Regions from separate parts of the Mus musculus genome. Here region 1 is linked to region 2. A link is a contact called in public HiChIP or PLAC-seq data. All regions are on one chromosome and are shown on one strand. The core of a region is the stretch at or near the end of the contact, and the rest is flanking DNA. Distances in the headings are between cores, read along the strand shown.

Evidence for each region. HiChIP or PLAC-seq counts read pairs in DNA pulled down with a chosen protein or histone mark.
Region 1: a FOXA1 HiChIP or PLAC-seq map of pancreatic cancer cells shows a contact between it and region 2. The contact joins two enhancer-like sites. A contact is called at or near these places in 1 of 115 datasets of contacts at active chromatin or transcription factors (pancreatic cancer cells) and 1 of 9 other capture datasets (embryonic stem cells).

What each region holds. Positions count from the first base shown.
Region 1 is chr19:54,790,738-54,795,058 of GRCm38.p6, forward strand. No RefSeq gene overlaps it. Among named protein-coding and RNA genes, the nearest start is that of Gm41867, 32 kb to the left of the region's middle. Within about 2 kb of position 2,729, at least 5 of the 459 cell types and tissues checked have an H3K27ac peak or open chromatin away from gene starts, as enhancers often do. A contact at or near this core is called in pancreatic cancer cells, where this site is marked.
Region 2 is chr19:53,798,570-53,802,846 of GRCm38.p6, forward strand. All of the region lies in intron 1 of Rbm20 (RNA binding motif protein 20), which reads left to right. Among named protein-coding and RNA genes, the nearest start is that of Gm30890, 14 kb to the left of the region's middle. Within about 2 kb of position 2,207, at least 148 of the 459 cell types and tissues checked have an H3K27ac peak or open chromatin away from gene starts, as enhancers often do. A contact at or near this core is called in pancreatic cancer cells, where this site is marked.

The DNA of each region.
Region 1 (4,321 bases), core at 1,479-3,978, 990 kb after region 2:
TTCAAAATCAATATTGAGAAGCATTTTGGTACTTTACTCGATGCTCATAAAAACTCACATTTGCGAAGTTCAGTGCACATGAGCAGTTACTAAAAATTGCTTATTAGAATGTTTTTGTTTACTCTCAGCTACCCTTGCTTAAAAATCAGCACAGACTTGCTCCCTCCAGTTATGAAAACGATTACCCAGAGTTCTAACCTATGAGATGAAATGTGGGCTCCCACTAGACAACAGTTGGAAGCCCTCTATTCTAACCAGAGCCCCACTGTGTGCCTGTCAAAGCATTGTGCTACAGCACAGTCAGAACACAGTAAGTGAAACACCATTCTGAAAATTTAATGTGTCAATTTAAAACTACTGTTTCCAGAGTGGTTAGAAAACCAATTTTCAGAGGAACAGGTCAGAAGAGGGAAACAAATTCCCACAGCTACAAAGTTGCTGATGTAAATTGTCTAAAATGAAAGATATTTATTCATGACCACAGTGGGCTCAAAAAATTAATTCAAAGAAGTTTTTTTTCACTTTCCCTGGAGTACACAATTCTTAAATAAATGATCAATAGCTGACGTGAGCCAAACAGAAGGACTTGTCCAGGATCAGGCAGGTAATTACTTACAGTGATGAGCTGAGGGAAGGAGGCAGAGACACAGCGGCATTCATCATGGCTTTGAGCCATTGCTCCCTTTCTAGCTGTGTCATCTAACAAAAAAAAAAAAAAAAAAAAAAAAAAAAATCACTGGGCAATTCAGTTCAGTAACAAATTCATAGATCAGGGTGTGCACTTACGATACCACTGCCATTCCAAATTCCCCAGGGTAGGCAGGAAGAATTATTAATAGGAACCAATCTGATTTTATGCCCTTTTAAGGATGCTGGAGTTACTGGTAAGTTGAGTGAGCCTGAATGGCTGTGGTCTGGGGGAGGTGAATGAGACATGAGCAATTTGCCTTGTAAATATCTGTTTAATTTCCCTGATGGGAACTGAGGCTAGAACATTTGCTTCATCTAGTCCTCTGTACAAAATATCCACAGCTGGTGCCAGAACTCTCTGCCCCTTCTTTGGGCCAAGACGGAAGGATAATATGGAATCTGTCTAGTGTTTCAGCCCTGGAAGGTTGTTTAAGTTTCTTTCAAGGTTGGTGGACCAAAAGGCATGTAGATAGGAATGGCATTGTAGCGTGGCTAACACAAGAAATCCTAGACTGTACAGAGAGATTGACCCCACAAACTCCATCCCTAGGAATGCAGAAATAGTAGCTCAAATGCTTCAATGGTACACTATGAAATGGTCCTTGCCAGTAATATTTGCTAGATATTGCATACCCATAAATATCTTATAACCACAAAATACCAATAAATATGTTTATATGTAATTGCAAATATATTAATGATTTTCAAGATTAATAAAGGGAAAATCTGGAAGCAGAAATACATATACATATATAGTTCACATCTTTGTAGAAAGGGTATATATTTCATATACCCCTATAACATAAATATGCATGTAATTATATGTACATAGAAAAATTTTTGAAAAACATCCAAGAGATTAAATACTCTGAGAAGTAAGGAATAGAATTTTTAAAAATGAGGAAGGAGATAGCTTTATATCTGTGTTTTATTTTTTTTCTCACAGCAAATATGTATGAAGTATAAGATTAAAACTCAGTTAATTATTCCTCCCCCAATCATAAAGGAACTTGGATCTAACAGTCCAAAATGATTAACAAAGGATTCAAATGGACTCTGCCATTGAGTAGGTACAAGGCACTGGCTAAGTAGCCTTACAGGCCCTTTGATAGATAAAGAGGATGGAGTGAACTTGAAATAGTCATGGAGAAGCCTAACCTGCTGCTGTAGATATGGGTATAAAAGGCTGACAGAAGAGGGGATATGTCTCCAGATGTTGTGTCCATTTCTCTGCATCCAGTGTTGACCCAGCCATATCTATTCTACATGTGTGAAGCTTCAATTTTATAGTTAAAGAGGGAGCATGACAGTTACTTATATTGGAAGGCTTTAAAATGCTATAGATGAAACAAGGTAAACTGATGTCAGTTTGAGGAGAAAGTCCTCATCACTCCATATAGGTGCTAGTTACTGATGTGTTGGGGGTGTATTAAGCATTGGGGTGACAGCCTTATATGCAGAATTTCTATCACTATGTGTAGTAAGGCCATTGAAAAGGTTCTATTTTTGCCTCCATTTCAGTGTAAAGGAGACATTAATACCCACTCTTGTCATGGTCTATATACCACAGTAGGAAAAGTGCTAAGGCAAGAATGAAGATCAAACCTAAGGGCCCCCTAGTCCATGAACACGAGGCTGCACCATGCTTGTCTTGAAATGGTCCTTAACTTTGGGAATTTTGTAACATTTCCCAAGTGATTTTAATATGCAGCCAGTGGAGAATGTCTCTAAAGAGACTGCCTAGCACAAAGGTTGTTTCTGAGTCTATCTGTCTCATTCTCCCATATCAAAGCAGAAGCTTGGGGCCTATGACAAAGCCACTTACAGGCCTTCCCATAAGTGAAGAGGTGGAGTAGAAATTACATAGTCAAGAGGAGGGTAAACCCACTGCTATGGGTAAGCATGCAGAAGGCTGGGGACAGAGGTTCTACATGTCTACATGTTGTATGCCCATTTCTTTGCATCCATTCTCAACCAGTGGCTGGACAGTGGGACAGTGGGTAAACTCCATACGCTCCTGGATTCTGAGTCACTTTCTTGTCACAATGATAGCAATGTAAATGATTTTCTGCCTGGCTTTGCTTCCTGTCGCCTCCTCTAAACCCTCGTGCCACTAAAAAAATGAATACAGATACTGCATTGTGTAAGCATGACATTTATTTATCTGTAACCTCAAAGGCCTGAATCATCGTTCCCCAGGAAGAGAGAAATTGTAGCCCGGTGAAGAGAAGCTCAAAGGAAATAGACTCAGACCCAAGTACTCCTGAGAAAATCAAACCTTTCAGGGAAGAAAGAATCAGGGTCCCTTTATAATGAACAGGATACATTCACTCAGGTCTCCTGTTAATTTAGAGCTCATCTTAATCTCAGCTGAGGAGTCAAAATTTGCATTTATATAGAGGCCAAATACTCTATCAAAAAAAAATCTGTTCTAAATTTTGTTTTTCTATGAAACTTAGGTCAAAATGACATCACCACTGATTGGTAAGGATACAGCACAAAGAACAAGCTTTTAAATCAGAGAGATTTGAGTTTATGCCTACTGTGTACCTTCTGCCTCAGTAACCTATTACATTTCTCGAAGGTATCACTCTAACCTATAAAATGAGAATATTATTTTCACAGGATGATTGATGACCATCAGGTACGTGGCTCCTCCTAAAAATGGTGGTTCAAGTGCTATAGGTACCAAATTGCAGCCCAGCTTCGTGCTTTTGCTCAACTTCTTTTTATCCCAAGCTAACAAGTGGTTAAATAATCTTACTACAAGTAAGCAGGCTACTGAATATCACCTAGACAAAGAAGAACAACATTCCACCTTTTAGAGACCTTGTGTGCTCTATGTGCTCTTCATCGAGTAAAGACTTCCTGAAAATGACCACCAGAAACTGAAGATGCTCAGGAAATTGGGAGCTGCCCAATAAGAAAAAAAAAATTAGAATAAAAGGAAAAGCAATACATTGCTCCATATGTCTGGTAAGCCCAAGTAGGCAGAGAAACTGTACAATCTAATGCTTATTCCCCAGCCTCAGGCTCCCAGTGTTACCCAGGTACTTGCTATGTTCATCCATCGCACTTCATACTCATGACCTACTCAGAGCACACTCTCTGAATTTGCCTTCGGAAAGATCTAGTAAAGCTCCCACGTGGCATTCAAAGCTTATGTGGTAATATTTCTAATAGCTCCTCTTCCTTAGCGACATAGACCTGATTTCTGGCCCTAACAGAGACATGGAGCCAACCTTATCCTTGTCTGGAAAATATACAAAAGTTCATTCTGAATATGAGATTCAAGTGATTGACTGAACGTTACTTTCCAATCAAACTTTCTCTTTGGTTCAAAAGCCCAAAGCATGAGTTGAAAGCATTTGCAATGTATCACAAAGGTGATTGGCTATAATCAGAGGCATGAGTTTGGTCAGGTTAAGGGCAAAACAAACCCAGCACCATCCAGAAGGCTTGCAGGAAAAAAATATATAACTGGAGATAATTGTATTAAATAAATAAGTCATCCTCAGAAAAGCAAATTCCTCGTGTTTTAATCTCATTTGTGATTTCTAAATTTTAATATATACATAAAATCCAGTCTGTAGATATGATAGAAAAGTAGGTGTGAAACTGTTTAGATGAA
Region 2 (4,277 bases), core at 957-3,456:
TCTGTGTCTGTGTGTCTGTGTGTGTGTGTCTGTGTGTCTGTGTGTGTGTGTGACTGTGTCTGTGTGTTGTGGAGAATTTTTGTGAAACTAGTCCTACATCTATGTAAGAAAAGATTCATGTTTATACTTTTATACATAGACAAATAGACAGACACAAGAATAGACCAGGAGATATACAAACCCCCCTGTAATTGTCTCTGGAGAAAAGAGAGTGGGACTGATCTAGGCAGTGTCTTGAAGGGATATTACTGTGTATTAGGGAATTAAACAGGGTCTCAGTAGCTCTCCATCTTGTGTTGTGACAGCACATATGTGCTGCCTAGGTTGGCCTTGTCCACCTAATGTCCTCTGAGTCAAAATGACTATAATAGCATGTTCTGTTCATTTGAGGGGGTGGGGGAATCAATGATGAGGTTTTTTTAGGCTCCTGCTACACACACACACACACACACACACACACACACACACACACACTGGTGTTGGTTTTTTTTTGACACAGGCTTTCTCTGTGTATACTTGGCTATCCTAGAGCTAGTTATGTAGACCAGACTGGCCTTAAACTCAGAGATCCACGTACCTCTGCCTTCCAAGTACTGGTATTAAAGATATGTGCCACTACCACCTAGCTTACTTTTATATTTTTAAAATTCACAACAAACATGAATATTAAATAAATCTCTTCATCTAATATAATAATTTTAAGTCATAAACTGGGCATAGCAACACATGTCTTTAACACTAGTACTTGAGAGGTAGAGGCAGGAGGATCTCTGTGAGTTCAAGGCTAGCCTGGTCTACAGAGTAAGCTCCAGGACAGCCAGGGCTATATACTGAGACCCTTTCTAATTCCCCAGTATACAAGGTCAAGAGACCTTGTTTCAAAAAACCAAAACATCAATAACAACAAAATTAAGTTGTTTATCTTTTACTTTTTTTTTTTTCTTTTTCTGTAGATACGGTCTTAACTATGCAGCCCTCGCTGGCATGGAACTCTCTTTATAGACCAGGCTGAATTCAAACTCACAGAGATCAACCTTCCTATGCTCCCTGAACGCTGGGATGAAAGGTGTGCATCACCACACCTGGTGCATAATTTTATAAAATAAAACGTATTTTAAAAGAAAGAAACATGAGTAGCTGGGAGATGAGGCTCAGTAGCAGACATGTGTTTTCCACATGTCCCCAGCCCTTCAAAACAAAGAAAGCCTTAAAAAAAAGAAAATGATAGGGTATGGGAGAAAGGAAGAGTGAGTATGTTATTCTTAGAGGCTACATTGGCCAAAATTGCCCCAGACTTGCAGGCTGGTTCAACACAGCCTTGCAGATACAAGCAATCCCGAGACAGTTATGGATGTGTAGGAGACTGTACCCTGTCTGTCATGTCACCATGTCACATGGCTGGGCCCCCTGGAAGCCTGTCTTGTGGGTCGCTGGGGAACGCATACTGCTTTCTCTGCACGCATGGATTTATCATTTCCCTCATGCACGTGCTGAGTTCCACTCCTGAGAGGAAAGGCAGTCCCACCCCTGTCAGTTAGAAAACCACCAGGCCCTCTTCGTGAGACTTGCACGCTGTCTGATAAGAGCAGTGCAGAGCACAGGAGACTAAAGGTCACATAGGGAAGTTGGGCCGAAAATAAAGCGCTAGACGCTCCCTTTAGTGACCGTGGGCAGTTATGCAACTAAAAGTCCTTTATTCTGTGGATGACCTCAGGTGGCTCACCATGTCTTTCCTGGTCTTGTGCTTTTCGTTTTCTGTTTGTTTGTTTTGAGACAAAGTCTCACTTACATAGCCGGGATTGTCCTCAAACTCTCAATCCTCCTGCCTCAGCCTCCTGAGTACTGGGTGGAGAAGTGCACACCACTGTCTGACCTATATAGTCTTCTTAGTGTAAACTGGAAATGATCACATTTGAACTCACTACCCATATGGTTCCTCTGGAGACTGATTGTGCGTGGGCGTGGGCGTGGGCGTGTGTGTGTGTGTGTGTGAATGTATGTGCATGCGTGTGCATGTGTGTGTTGCAGCAGTGGGCGACTCCTATTAACCTACCAAGTGAAAAGCCCAGAACAAAAGAGAGAACGCAGGATTATCATCGATGCTATGAATCATCTCGGAGAGCTGTCATGGTGATATGAATCACCCTATGGTAATGTTGTGGCAAAGGCCCAAACACGGGTTAGCAGCAGTGACCCGGTAATCTTGAAATTAGTCACAGAGGCCTAGCCAATGATGATCCAGCAACACCATTGTTTGTGAAGAGAGTGTGCAACAGCCCTCCCTGTCTCCAAGAAGGAAGAGACCCCCCCTGCTGAAGGCTGCGTTCCACTCTCACCCCCGCACCAGCCCTGGGGCTCCAGTCCTGGCTCTGCTCTCTTCAGGAGTTCGACTGGGGTTGGAACAACGAGACTTTTGTATTTCATCAACTTCCCTGGCTTTTGCTTTCCTCCCTGTGTTGGACAGGTGGGTTGTGACCACAAGATGATCTCTGAGACTCCTTGCTTCTCAGATCTATGACATTTAGCTAGAATTTCGAACTTGCAGCCCGCACAGGACCTGGATTGTCAGAGCTAGCATCTTTGTAACCTGGCATTTTGAAACCCGTCTCTGTGCTACATAGCCTGACCCAGTTTCTGAGAGCATTACAGGAAAGTTAGTTTTTCCCCTTTTAATCACCATGTAGTTATGTCATTTATTGCAGTCAGGGCAGACAATGGTACTGGTCCAGTAGGGTGCGTCCAGCCTTTCCACCCCCATTTTCTTTATATCTGGGGCCTTTGCACTCCTCCTGTCTGGTTCTCCTTGAAACACATTGTAAATAATATAAATTATGAATTACAGTGTTGTAGAAAACTTGGGGATGTCTCATAAGTTCATGGCACTTTCACCTGGAGGCATGGTGAGCTTCTCTGAACTCTTCTAAGATCTGCATATGTGCAGTCAGATTTAACTATGGAAAGATGAAGATCTAGGAGATATTTAGCTTCCAGGAGACAGCAGAGGCCCGACCCCTGAGCTGCAAGTTGCACTTGGGTCTCCTGTGAAGTCGTACCCACAGTGAACAGTAACTCCTGCCTGGCTTCATTAATCTCACCTGGACTATGGTTTATATCTTAGCACAAACAAGCAAGGGCGCATTTGTTACAGTCTGGAAAGTGAGCTGAGTTGAACTCAAGAGTGGTTTTAAATTCCCGAATCGCTTCTCTGGGAAGCCATCGTGCTCACTGTGAACAAAGTTGGTTTTGTTGGTTGGGCACTGACACGCTCCTGGCTTGTCTGCTGGTCAGGGGGACATCACCAGGGACGAGCATGTGGCTGCGCTGTACAGGGCCACAGCACGGACCTTCAACAGCCTTGCAATGTGCTGTTGCCTGGTTGAGGTCACCCAAGGGCTGTTGCCACTATCTCTGCAGCTTGAGCCTCTCTCCACCTCTGCTCTCTCCTGACAGAAGCTGCCCACCCCCTGCCTGCCCTTCCCTTTCTGTCTACTTTCACATCTCCACATTCTTAGCTTCCTTGTTTGTTGGCAGAGCTCCCATGCTGCCTGTTCTCAGGGTGACAATGATAAGGATAATATTAGCAGCGATAACACAACGGCAGGAATAATAATAGCAGTGGTTACTTGCTGGGTGGTAGGAACTGGGCTAAATACGGTATGCACCCTTCCACTCTCAGAACAAGCCTGGATACATCTGTCTTCCTTTTAATGATGAGGACCTAAGGCCTTATAGAAGCTGAGTACTGGCCCAGAGAGACTAGCTTATGAGAGGTAAAATTAGGATGGTTCTAAGTCTCAAACCTGTCTCTGAGCATAGCCCCTGCTCCCCAGTTGTGATGCAATCACATTATCATGACTGACACTTCGCTGATATGGCTGAACCAATGACTTCACTCATTTTATCCTGACTCTCAGTGGCAATGAGAGCATCCAAACATGTGACTGTTTCCTAGAATGAAGATGGTTCTCTTCACACAGAAAATGCCCTCCCCAAGAACAGCCTGCAGAACGCTATAACTATGTGGGACCTGGCAGTTTCCAGGACGCCCAGACAGCGCTTTCTTTACCTGTGTGGGCCTTAAAGGGAAAGAGTGTAATGTGGGTGTTTGTTTGTTTATTTGTTTTTCAAAACAAAATAGGCACACTGTTTCGGCGGGGGGGGGGGGTGGGGGGGGGGGAGGGCAAGAACATCCCTGCAAATTTGGAGATAGTTTGGTCTCCATAGCTAGCACCAAGAGACCCAGGGCTAATGGCAAGATCCTGTCTCTAACTGAGTGC